2 separate regions of the Mus musculus genome follow, and region 1 is linked to region 2. A link is a contact called in public HiChIP or PLAC-seq data. All regions are on one chromosome and are shown on one strand. Each heading gives the region's core, a stretch centred on a gene start, on an enhancer-like site or on the middle of the called end of the contact. The rest is flanking DNA. Distances are from core to core; before and after follow the strand shown.

Evidence for each region. HiChIP or PLAC-seq counts read pairs in DNA pulled down with a chosen protein or histone mark.
Region 1: an H3K27ac HiChIP or PLAC-seq map of heart atrium shows a contact between it and region 2, with 15 times the contacts expected there. The contact joins two enhancer-like sites. A contact is called at or near these places in 5 of 484 Hi-C or Micro-C datasets (the AtT-20 cell line, cumulus cells, embryonic fibroblasts and 2 more) and 2 of 115 datasets of contacts at active chromatin or transcription factors (heart atrium and oligodendrocyte precursor cells).

What each region holds. Positions count from the first base shown.
Region 1 is chr9:68,400,126-68,406,857 of GRCm38.p6, reverse strand. No RefSeq gene overlaps it. Among named protein-coding and RNA genes, the nearest start is that of Gm22169, 58 kb to the left of the region's middle. Within about 2 kb of position 3,702, at least 9 of the 459 cell types and tissues checked have an H3K27ac peak or open chromatin away from gene starts, as enhancers often do. A contact at or near this core is called in heart atrium, where this site is marked.
Region 2 is chr9:68,019,972-68,026,697 of GRCm38.p6, reverse strand. Gm20745 (predicted gene, 20745) reads left to right here and starts at 984. Exons shown (of 3, transcript NR_045745.1): 1 at 984-1,367; 2 at 1,744-2,064; 3 at 5,644-6,726. Within about 2 kb of position 3,872, at least 5 of the 459 cell types and tissues checked have an H3K27ac peak or open chromatin away from gene starts, as enhancers often do. A contact at or near this core is called in heart atrium, where this site is marked.

The DNA.
Region 1 (6,732 bases), core at 2,453-4,952, 380 kb before region 2:
TCCTGTTTCCAACCAAGGGTACCTGATGAGATTAACCACCTTCTCTTCCTTGACGCTTGTCCCAAGGATTCCCCGTGCCCAACTTCCAAATGCATGACACCAAGCAAGCTAAGACAGCCAGCTCTCTACTCTGACCCAATCCTTCGTGCTCATTAAAGCTTGGCTGCCTCAAGAAATAATGGAATATACACCAGTACAGTGAAGAGAAATAACAGAGTAAGCTTGTGACCTTCAACCATAAAGACAAGACAAGAGATAGCTATTAAGGCAGAGGAGTATTCCTAGGCTAGGGAGATGGCTCAGTTTAAAAGCATGGCTCAGTCTTACAAGTATGAGGAACTGAGTTCATTCCCAGCATCCGCATTAAAACAAAACAAAACAAAATAAAACAAAACAGCAGCAGCAGCAACAGCAACAACAACATAAAACTCTGACAGGTAGCATTCATTTATAATCCCAGCATTGGGGAAGTGAAAACAGAAGGATCCCTTGGTTTTGCTGAGGTCCAGATTCAGTGAAAGACTCTCATCTCAAAAATAAATAAATAAATAAATAAATAAATAAATAAATAAATAAATAAATAAGGTGAAGATAAATTGATGCTGGCATCTAATATCAACCTCTTGTCTCTACATGTGTGCACAGCACATGCATGTTCACACAAACACAGTTTTTAAGAAATTGATATTCCTCTAATAATGAGTCCACCGTCCTCTTGGTATGTTTGAATACCATATTTGACACTGGACTTTAAATAACCTTTTGCAAAGTGTTCAATCCCAGCTAATCACTATTGTCTTTTGTTCTGCATGTTTCTGAGTCTCACATTTGTGTGTTCCTTCTGTTCTAATTTCAGACAAAGAGGGCTTAAGCAACTTTTTAAAAAAAGAAAAAAATGCTTTTGAATATATCCATGAATATTTTAGCATATATTTTGTGTACACATTTAATATTCTCTCCGGGGCACACAGAGCAAAGAAGCAGGGAGAGAAAGCTAGACCACAGTTCAGTGCCTGCTGCCCTATAGCTAATCTCAGGAGTAAAGGGCAGAGTCCCCAGAAAAGCCTGACTGGGTCCAGTGTGGCCAGAGAAGGACATGGAACCATTCCTGATCAGGTTCAGAGGGGGCAGGACACATGAGAGGACACAGGGGAGGGAAGAAACAGGGGGACAAAAGACATTGCTGCTGCTGAGCACCCACCCTTCCCAAAACAGCTAACCCCTTCTTTCCTTCCCATGGTCCTGAATATGTGTTATCTGGGGAAGTTTAGGAAAGCTTGGCTGCTACCTTCCTTCATTACAGGAGATGCTAGTACAGAAGTAGGGAGCTCTGATACTGTCTGTGGGATGCTACTGGAGAAGCCATGGGAGCGATGGGCGTATCTAGAAAGACTTTTAGATAGAGTCAGTGCTAGATCTGAGTGAGGAGAAAGAGCTAGCTTTATAGAGAGGCCCTCCACCCTGGAAACTATATGCATGAAAGTCCTTAGGCATAAAAAGATGGTTCATAGTCAACAACCAGAGGTTCTACATAGCTACCTAGCATGGAAAGTGAGGCAAGGAGAAGGACTAGCCCTGGCGGAGCAGAACTCTCTTGCTCTCTTGCAGAATAACTAGTATATGGCATTCAGGGTATAAACTTTTACTGGGAGGTGATGGAGTTAGAGCCGCTAAAAGATTGGAAACTTCTCAGCTCTGAGGTTTAGAAGGTTCACCGAGGTGGAATTGTGGGAGTTGCATGAGAATGGAGAAGTGAGTGGTTTGCTGTGGGACAGGGGAGAGATGTCAAGGGCCTTTGTGGGGGCAGAGAAGTGGAAGAGGCCAAAGAGATGAGGAGGGAGCAGTGTGATCAAGTATATTTAGGAACCCAAGGGACAAGACAGAAGGACTGGTGTGTGAGGGAGTCTCCTGCTTTTACTACAAGTGCTTACAGGTGGGGCAGCAGAATTAGGCCCAAGAGTTGGGAGATCTAGGGATAAAGCCTGCTGCCTCTATTGACCTCCACTACGACTTTGGGTAAGTTACTTAACCATTCAGTGTAGCTGATTAAGCTCCCATAAAGGGGGTAATGAAAAATGTATGTGTATATATAGAATTTATTTATAATATATTTATTATATATATTACTTATTATATATACATATATGTGTGTGTGTGTATGTGTGTGTGTGTGTACATATACATATTGGTGTCATTAGGGAACCCTTTAAAGGACTGAGAACAGCAGAATAGCACCTTTCAGAAAATATGTGTTCTAAGACTGTGTCCAATAGTCTCTGGAACCCTTGACCTGAAGGATGCCGGTGTGCATGGGGTTAAGTATTGTCGGTGTTTTAACTGGGGTGGAGGGTTGTCTATACTGAGTTCAGAGTATACTCCAATGGCCACTATGGGTCTTCAGACTCTCAGTAAAGAATTTGTGACAAGTTAAAAAAAAAAGTTGGGTAAGAATTTACTAGTGTTTGTACCAGTTTGACATTGTTACTGCATCCATGGCACATGACCCTTTCATGTTTTGTAACCGGATGGATGGGAACTGGAGAAACAGAATAGCCAGGTACCAGAGAGTTGAGAAGCATTGAGGAGGACTATAGATTTCAGGATTTGTTTCACCTTAAAGTTTTGAGACATACAGTTGACCTGGCTGACTCCATATCAATGACATGAGGATACCTATAAGAAGAGCAGTCAATCTTTTGTAATTTTGAATATTCCCTACATGATGCTATTATGTAGTCACATGAGGCAAGTGGTGAGTGGAGTTTCCTAAATTTTAATGTGCAAGAAAATCACTTGTGACCTGATTGAAATACAGATTCATTAATTATAGAGTGGGGGGGTTTGCAAGCCAGCAACCTTGCAAGCTCCCAGGTAAGGCCCAGATTATGTGCATAGACCACGCTTCTCAAGTTAGATTCACATAAACTGTGAGCGTGTATCTAATCAGACTGTAAACACTCACAGAGCAGGGGTTAAGATCTGCTCTGTAGAAACAAATACAAAGGAAGGGTAGACAGCACCGAAGAGATGAACACTCAGACACAGATGCCAACTAGGAAGTAGCCAGATAAGACCTTAGCCCAGGACAACCAATGCTCATAATCACCATGTCCCCGCTGCACCGTATCTTTGTGGAGGCTATTTCTGGTGTTGATTTGGGCTTCCATCTGCTCTGTTTCCTCTCTTACCCACCACTCCCACCCCCACCCAGTCACTGGTTTTCCAACAAAGTAACTTGTGGAAAATTATATAATTCTCTTGGCTCAATTAAAAAGAAAAGCAAATGTGCCCATGTGGCAGTTTAACCCTAGGTAAACCTCGATGCCCCACCTCTGGATTCCAGTAAACTTGGGTAGGAGTTTCTTCTAGGAGTTAGGAACAGTCGGAGAGAAACCGACAAAGGGAAACAGGCTAAAACTAATCCTAAAACATAGCACCTCACAGAGTCCACGAACTTCTTCATTAGGGAATCTTGGTCTCCTAAGGGATAACAAGTCAGTAAAACCCTGTGTTGACATCCCAGACCAGGCTAGGCTACAGAGGGAATGACTCACAAGGTCCTTTCTGAACCCCTTTAACATTCAGCTCCATGACTTTGCAGCCATAGCCAAGAAAATGTGACTATCAGAAGACCTTGGCTGGGAGTGCTGTTCTCAGGGTCCTTGGGTCTCTTGATGTCCCACGTCATTCCTGCCTGGAAGGACAGCCAGTCCTGTCTCTGCTTCCAGAGGACTTTGAATGTGTCCCCACATCACACTAAAGTGAAGTCAGTGTATGAGACTCTCATTAGAACCTAAGACTTCCTAGTCCACGGTAGCCACATCTTACGTAGTCCAATGTATCTTTAGCTGCTAAGGGTACTGCATGGGTTTAGTCTGCAGAGCAGTTTGATAGACATACTTCTGTTTTCTGTGTAGAATCAGCCAACACTGGGATAATTCAGATAACTGGCAGGCACACGAGACCTGACAGGAAGTCCTCTCAAGAAGTCATCAGATCAACAAGGAAAGTAGCTGCTGGAGAATGAGAACTCTAGGTTGGAAGAAGACAGCAGACATATACAAGCAAGGAAAGATGATTAGAGTGATCTTCATGGTTCTGGGGTGGGCCTACACATTGCAGAGGTTGTTTGGCACGCAGCCATAATGCTCTACAGTCAGCCAAGGAGACAATAAGCCCTTGCCGTAAACATAAGGATGCAATGTTCAAGTCCTGTCCTCAAGCTCCACCCCAGAGGGTCTGCCAGAGGATGTTGGTGGGGGTTGGCTCCCGAGGTGACAGATCTGGAACGGGAAAGGACATGCACGTCTCCAAACATCCAGACAAGTTGAAGGACATACCTGTGTCTGGGGATTTGGCTGCATGGGGCTGGGGAATTGCCAGCTTCCCAATCTAGCTCCTGTCTTAATAGTGTTTTATAGTGTTTTATGTTAATTAAATGTCGACTGTAGGCATGTGCCAAGAGGCCCTGCAAAATCTGGTGCGTGGGGACAAGGGGACAATTGTACTTACTGCAGCAGCTGTCCCCAGATGCCCACAGACCAAAGTGTGAGAGGGAGAATAGCCCTCATCTGGGCTCTCTACAGAGCTCATTGGAAGTAGACATTAGCGGCAGAGGGGGCTGAGGACCAGGCTGGGGCTTCTGCTTAAATAGATAACAACAGGATTGGACTGCTACCTCATGCCTGGGCCTATGCCTTGTACCTTATCCCTCATCTCCTTGCTTCCAGTAGAAACTGCCTCTGCTGGTAAATTGAAATTGGAGCATATAGGAGGAAGGTAGAGACTGGTGCACAGCAGAGGCAAATCTGCCAAGAGTTTGGATCATGGAGGCACAGGCTGGTTTGCTTATTTTATAGCCTCAGGCTGCACAAGTCACATCTCACATATTAGAAGCATTTATTGTAGGCCAGACCCTATGCTGAGGCTGCACATGGCCCCACAAAGCTGTCCACAGAGGAAGAGTCCACTGTCGAGAGGAAATAGGAGAGGAAAGATGTTAGGTGGCTCTTGGAAATGATGCTTTCTAGGTGGAAGATAGCTCAGGTCGGGGAGTACTAACTTTGTAGCATCAAGATCTGAGTTCACCCAGAATTAAAAGATTTAGGTGTGGTGTGCATCCTTCTGACCCCGCATAGAGGAGACAGAGTCCGGCAGCTCCCTGGGGCTTGACAACTATCTTCAGGTAAAAGTCTCTCTCTCTCTCTCTCTCTCTCTCTCTCTCTCTCTCTCTCTCTCTCTCTCTCTCTCTCAAAATAAGTAAATAAATAAAGATGAATGGAGTCCTAAGGGACAACACCTGAGGCTGACCTCTGTCGTCATCCACACACATATGTGCACACAGATCTACATACATACACACAAGAAGTTGTGCCCCAATTAGAAGCAGGGCAGAAATTTCAGGCAGCTTTGCACAGGACTTCCTGTGTGCTTAAGCATCACCCCAGTTGCCTTCCAGCCTGTGAGTTTGAGGCTCTTCAAACTCTTCAGCAAGAAAGTTACAGTTACAGGCCTTCCTGAAGAGAATGAGCGTCAGTCTCCTCCTTCCACCCTCCCCTGCTGCTACTTCTCCTCCCTGCCTTCTGTGAATCTTCCCAATCCATGTCTACTCTCTGGGAGAGAGGGGAGGGTTATCTAGCGGCTTCTTGAAGCATCTTTTCAAGGCTCCGCCTCAGCGGCCCAAAGTTGCAGCCTTGTCCAAACTGTCAGAGCCATCTGCCTGCAGTCTGTGTGGCAGAAAGACCATCTGTCAGCCTCTGACCCTTGCCTGTTCATCTCACAGACCACTTGGGCCAGCTCCATGCTTGCTGAGAGCCTCTGAGGTTTCAGTCCATCTCCCCAACCTGACTGACAACTCCCAGGCAGCTAGAAGAGGGAGACAGAGGGCAAGATGAGCTGAGAAACCATGTTCTCCCTGGGAACACAAGCACGAAAACACACACACACACACACACACACACACACACACAAACACATACACACACACACATACACACGCACACACACAGCGGGGGAGGGATGGAGAGAACATACTTTCTAGTTTGCAACATTTTCTGTCATTCCTTATTGTAAGCCGTGACTCATCACAAATTCTCTCTTTATGGTATAGGGGATACAGGGCAGGAATGAGCACCCTAATTCTGCCTCATCAAGTTAAGTTGTAGAGAGTCAATGAAAATGTCAACATTAAAGGATTATCTCAAAGTATTGTTCATGGTCCCTTGCCTGTAGCCCTGAAGCCTAGGAGCTCCCAGTCGAAGCTGCATAGTAGAATGCTTGCAATATAATGTCAATGCTTGGGGACTGTCACAGGCCAATCAGTTCTGACGCCATAAAACAAGGACTAGAGGTGGCATTTTGGAAAAGCTTCCTAGATCACTCAAATAAGAATGGTGAAGTGAGATTGAGTTACCACAGAGATGTGGGAAATAGGAACAGTTAGGAAGGAGGGAAGCAGAGGGCAGGAGGCCCTGTTGGACAAGGATGATTTCGACCAGAGGATAAAGCAGGCATGATGGATCTATAGTGAAGATAAGCATGGTGTTTGGGGAGGGGAGAGGCTGTGTACTAGGACATAAGGAGAGGCGGTGAGTACTAGAGAGGGTCCATGATGGGGAGACAGTGGCTGCTTCTGTGGATGCATGAAGCAGGTAAGAATAGTCTAGATCCTTTCCTAACTCCTACTAGAGGTTCACTGAAGACTTTTAAGCAATAGAAACAGAATATCTGGCG
Region 2 (6,726 bases), core at 2,623-5,122:
TTTGATAAATATATATGCTTTGGGAACAGTGTCCCTTATTAGAATAGAGGCCATTTGCATCACCATAGAATGAATGTTCTAGCGTGCTCTATTCCATGACCTCCCTGGATGTGACGACTCCCCTGCTATCTATATCAAGGTAGCATTGCCTGATCTTGAGCTAACACCATTAGGACCAAAGAGTAGGTCTCTGGTGTCTTTTGCACTATGTCATCTTTCAATATGCCACAGGATGTATCCACAGTTCACTGATACTCTAGCCCAAATGTCTGTGTTCCTCCCCCCATCTCTAGAATCCCTGGCTAAAATCTGATCCCCAATAAAAAGATATTTGTGCATGGGCCTCTAAGGTAATTAGGTCATGGTGGCAGCTATACCATGAATGGGATTAGTAATACCTTTAACATTCACATACATGCACATACATGCATATACACACGTAAACATACATACATATGCATAAACACAAACACACACACAAATATATACACATATACATGTACCCACACAAAAACACATATGCACACAAACACACATGAAAACAAGCACACACATAAACACACTGGCACATCCATACGAGCACACACACATGCACATTACATGCACACACACACACATATCATTCACCCATTCTACATGAGGACCCAGCAAGAGAAAGTGGCAAGAAGCAAGCTGTCATTAGACACCAAATGATTTCTACCTACAGGCCTCCTAGCCTACAGAATATAACGGTCTCACCCTGCATCGGTCAAATGAAAGACCCTCCACTCAGTAATCCCACTACTCACAGAAGCATCCACCTACCCGTCCTTGAATAAGCAAAGCCTTTGGCTTCCCATGAACCAATCTCATCATGTGCGTTTTGGGCTTTACAGGGATCTGACCTGAAGGATCCTAATCTCCAGGAAGCACTTGGGTTAACCCTTGAGTTAACTTCCTGTCCCTCTTGTCATCTTTCCTCCCAGAAGTCCCTTCCAGGCTCCACACTGTGCATGGTTTGGATCAGTTAGATCCAAGCAAGATGGGAAGAGCTCCAGGCTCCACCATGAGCAGTCCCATCAGCTCTAGTGTGAAGGAGGTAGTGGCCCAAGGTTTCTCAAGGCCTCAGAGTCTCTGCTAAATTATTCTTCTTCTCAAATTGCCTCCACACTTCAGGAGCAAGCACAATCATAGTTCATTGGTGGAATACACACTTCCGAAGCAATTTTAAAATAATCGCACTGTATGCTAAACCTTGGGAAGGAGACAAAAAGAAAAAGCCCGCAGCCAAGTCATTCTAGCCTGAGCAGCGACGACAGGATTTCATAATTAGGAAACGCGGTGTCATTTCTGAACGCTAAGGCACCTTTGAAACACCTTACCGAACGGTAGGCTGAATATCTGATACCGGATTGATTTCAGATTTCAAGTCAACTGCAGCAAAATAATGAGCTGCCTCCATCCTGAGCTGCCAAGCTCCAGTATGGGGGTAGGAGGATGGTGCTGCAGTGGGAGGGAGGAGGAGGGAGGAGGAGGATGGTGCTGCAGCGGGAGGGAGGAGGAGGAAGGCATGGGAGGGACTAGCACAGAGGCCTCTGCATAGCTGAGGGGCTGCAGGCTACAGGACCCTACCATACCCTGCACAAAGTCATTTGCCCCAAGGGTCTATTCTGGACCTCAGCCATTATTTGAAGTGCTCTGAGGCTCAGAGTGAAGGGGATGACAGACTGGACCCAGAGTAACTGCAGGTGTTTCTTGGCACAGGTAGAAGAACAAGACACATAGTGTGACTTCACGTTCTGAAAAGTGATGGTGGTAGTCTCCACCGCCAGCCCTTCGACAGCATCACCAAGCAGCAGCTAGCATGCACTAATCCCTGAGCTCCCATATAGAAAATGGAACTCCTTAGACCTGGAAAAGGGCAACGAGCCATTCTTTTCAACAGCTCCTGCCAAGCCAGCATCCCACCACAGCATCCTCAAGATCTGGCCCTCTAGCCTCTGTGGCTGGAGAGGATGTTGCTTTGCAAAGCCTCCCAAACATGAGGGCTGGAATTTGGATCTTCAGAACCCATGTGAATGCCAGGTAGGTATGGTGGCCCACCTGCAATTTTGGCCTCAGCAGGCAGAGACAGGGGATCCAGACCAAGCTGACGAGCAAGATAAGCCATTTCAGGGAGCTCTGAGTTTGACTGAAGGACCCTGCCTCCTCAGTGAATAAGGGGAAGAGTGTTGAGATAGCTCATAATACAAACCCTGACCTCCTCATGCAGGCACACACATGTGTCCACACACCTGCAAACATGCACAACATACACACGCACGTTTGAAAATGAAAAAAAAAGAAAACACTCTTTCCCATCATCCCAAGTTTCCTTAATGTCACTGTCAAATTCCTAAGGACAGTAGCCTGTGACACATGTGTGGGGAGCCTGCTCACCAAGCCCCCCATTACCAGGCACCTCACTCTTTGAGTCCTTGGGAAGACCTCTGGGCACAGCTACAAAGACAGATGGGTGTTGCCATACAAGTCATGTCCCATCCCCTCTGGAAGGATGGGATAACTAAAATATATTCAGCATCCCACTCCCTACAGCTCCCCCAGTGTCAAATCTCCAATTACTCAAGGTAGCCACCTTCCCCATTTTATTCCCCTCATCAGGACCCCTTCCACTGTTGTATGGAATTTCCTATCAAAATACACGTACCCAACCCCTGGATCAGAGTGCGTGCCTCAAGAACCTACTAAGGGATGCTCCACGTATGCCCTCTACCCCAGGCCAAGTAGTCCTCATGCCTTCTCTCATTCCTAATGTGATGGTCCCAGGCCTGTGATTACCCTAGCAAGGCCAGTGCAGGGTCAGCCTTGCAAAGGGTTCTCCTAATACAAAAGCCTGAGTCAGGATCCAATGCTGTCTGCTCCTCTGTCCAAGATATTTCAATGCCATCATTGCTCTGGATCAGAGCACAAGGCTCACTTCTTAGTGCAGGCACATTTGCTTCTCCATCAGATCACGCCTCAGTCCAGAATCCCCTTCTTAATATGAAGTGTCCGTGCCTTTTGATTTCATCTGGGAATGCTCATCATTTCTGAGTCTTCTATAGACTAAATATTTATACTCTCCATGTCTTCACACAAATGGTCAATGTGAGCGTTAAGCAGGATGGGTTCCAAGTCCCATTGTAGCCTTAGACACCTCAACTCTGCCGTGACTCCCTAAACATACCCAGTGGCTACAGGTTCATGATCCACCACAGGCATGCTAGCAAGTCCATCATTTCTCTATTAGACCTTCAAGGATATCAGATGAGGTTCCATAGACGCCCCCAAGGAAAGCCAGACTAGCCATCTAAAAGGCTAAATGGAATTCAGTTAAATGCCAGGGTCTTTCATCTTCCTGCCTTTACCAGTCTCCTCTTCCACAAAGGTCCCATCAAGAGGAAAATGTTTCTCATACACTTTGGTTACCAAATTCTAATATATGTATGTGTGTTGGGGGCAGGGGGTCAAAGCCAGGGCCTTGGGCAAGCCCCTCTACCACTAAGCCACGCCCCAGCCTCAAACTTGCAAAACTTTAAACATCAGGATGCCTTTGATGTAACTGCTGTCTGGTTTGAGCCTAAGAGCTACAGTCAAAGTAGCTGTAAACAGATCAACACAGCTGCACACCCATAAAAATGTAATGGGCACTGAAGTTTGAATTTTGACATACCACCAAGTATAGTTTCTTTTTACGTGATGCCAGCCCCCCTCCACGCTCGACTCTCACTCCCGAGGTTTCTCCCAAGCACTAAGGGCCAGCTGCCCAAGATTTTCCCCATGTTAGGAACAAAAGTTCCCTATCTTGGGAATTCTCTTGGCTTTATGCAAACCATGACAGTCATTTGGAAGCTCTCTCTGGACAGCTGGTTGGTGTCTGGTTTTTGCTAAGCATGGTGGGGGCTGGAGGAAGGACAGAAGAACACAATGCATACTTGACGCACCAGATCCCCTTACCTTGAATATAAGGACAGGTGGCTGCAAATAGCCCACCATGCAAGATGTATTCACAGGGCAATGCTGCAAGCCCCACGTTCAGGAAGAAACTGCAGAGGTTGCCCATACTCTGGGAGGCTCTCCAGCTGCAACCTCAAGTCCCAACCATTCCTCCCCTCTCTTCCCCATTCAGCATGACCATCAGGGTCTGGCTCACATATCTCTGGCACCCGGAAGCTCTTTGAGGGCTGAGGCAGCCCCCAGATGACTTGAAAAAGGACAAAGTTCAGAAAGCTAAAACTGTCAGGGCAGTGACTGAACTGCTCTCTGCCAGCAACAGAACGTCTTAAAGGACACTGCCGTGGCTAATTGGGTCCTAGGGTTCTAGAAAGTCAACTGGCCTGACCAGGCCCTACCTTCCCTTTGGAAGCACAGTTTACTTCTTCTACCACTTCCTGAGATCGAAATCAGCTATTTTTTGGTAGAGAGAGGTCAAGGTATCATATAGCCCAGGCAAGCTTTGAACTCTAACAAAGATAAGCTTAGAATCCTAACCTTTCTCTTTCCAAACACTGGGATTCCCGGTGTGCACCACCTAGTCCAGTTTATGTGGTGCTAGACTAGCTCAAACTCAGAACTTCCTGCATGATACACCAGCACCCTACCAAGTCACACGCCCCCTCCCCCCAGGAGTCTCAGCTCTGCAGACATACTCCTCACCTCCTTTCCTGTATGTTCATGCTGTGCCTCTTACTTGGGACTGAGACTCTATCTACCCTATTGTCACTCTGGTTACCCATGGCAACCTTCACCCTCTGCCATATAGGCTTCCTCTCCCACAAGTCAATCAAGACTAAATCTCATGAGAAGGTGAGTGTTGCATCATGGTTATTTTTTTAAAGTCTCACACGTGATACCCACGTTCATCCCAGAACAAGCCCATTGTCTGAGGTAGTCTCCACCCTGCCATGGAAGGATAGTACTAACAGGGAATGACCCCGCCCCTTTGTTCCTCTGTCACCTGGACAAAGTGAGCACCTTGCACACTATGAATCCTCTCATTTATGAAATGGGGTTGATTACAGCATTTACCACATAATTGAGGAGAATTAATAGAAACAAAAATAAAATCCCCTATCACAAGACCAGCAAGCACCATGTTACCTAGTAGCCACTTACTATGTAGTATAAAACAGTGTATGATAGTTGCCCAGCAGGTGGATTTTTAACATGGAGGAAGAAGGTAAAGTCTGAGGGCTTTAGGGAGCAGTCAAGCCATGGGAAAGGAAGGAAGGACAAGGACCAGTTTTGCTGGTGTTCCAGTTCTGGCCCAGAGGATGCTGGCAATGCATTGTGTGTCACCTGTTGGATCACCTTTGGTTCTCTGGCTCCCTTGTTCTTGAAGACAATGGTGTTCCTATGCCCTCTTTAACCAGGGTTGAAGAAGGCCTTTCCTAAGAAGCAATATCAGCTATTCTCCGCGGGTGGGGGCTCCTCATTCTTGGTTCGTGAGGTCACTGGCATGGACAAACAGAGGAAACCAGAACTTGGCCTGGAGGGACTTGGAGGCACCAGGCCAGTTCTGAGCTCAGTTTAATTCTACCAGCCACAAATCTTTCTCAATGTCATCCAACGTGCTATGAGCATTGACAAATATTAAACAATAGTGAAACAAATCATGTTCTTCAGCCTTCAGGGCCTCCTCTGAGTACCAGCCAGAGCCGCCGAGATGACTTGGGAAGAAAACCTTGTCCTTGGCCTCCTGCAACCCCACCTAGGAGAGGAGAGGCCATGGGTGGCAATGAATATGAACTCACACTCTCTCAGCTCCATGGGCCTGCGGAAGCAGAACTCAGGAAGGAAGCAGCAGATGTGGAAGTATCCCTGAGCTTCTACTACACGTGGCTCATCCCTTTGCCCACAGACAGTCCAAGCACACCCAAGGCCAGTGACCCCTGCCTTGCCACTGTTCTGACTGGGCTTTCCCACCATTCAGGATTCATCTTGCTTGTCTATTATGATCTGTTGCTGGTGCCGACCTAAAGAAGTGCATCAAGAAAACCTGGGGGAAGGCAAAAAGATGGATCAGGTGGTTAAAGTAGTTGCCATCCAAGGGTGAGGATGGAGCTCAGATCCTCAGAGCCCATATTAATGCCAGGTGGGCATGGAAGCCTGCTTGTAATTCTAGCCTTGGTGGATGGAGACAGAGGAGCCCCACAGCATGCTGGCTAATGCGACTTGACAAATCAGTGAGCCCTGGGATTGATTGAGAGCCCTGCCTCAATGAATAAGGCAGAAGAGCTATTGAGGATGATTGCTGACATAAACTCAGGCCTCCACATGCATGTGCACATATGTGCCCACACACATGCAAACACTTAGACATCCACCCATGTACCCATATACACATATACACAATGGTGTGTGTATATGTGTGTATACATGTGTGTGTGTGTGTGTGTGTGTGTTTGTGAGAGAGAGAGAGAGAGAGAGAGAGAGAGAGAGAGAGAGAGAGAGAGAGAGCCTGAGAGATAGGCTCAATTCAGTAGCAGAGTATCTGCTTAACAGACACAGGCCCTGGGTTCTACTTTCAACACCACAACTGTGAAAAGGAAAATAGCATGTAATTCCTTGCTAGGCACACCAGCACACACTCATAATCCCAGCTACTTGGGAGGCTGAGGCAAGAGGATTATTGGAGTTCAGTAGTCCCAGGCCAGCATAGGCAACATTGTGAGACTCTAACAGAACACGACAGAAAGCAAACACTGG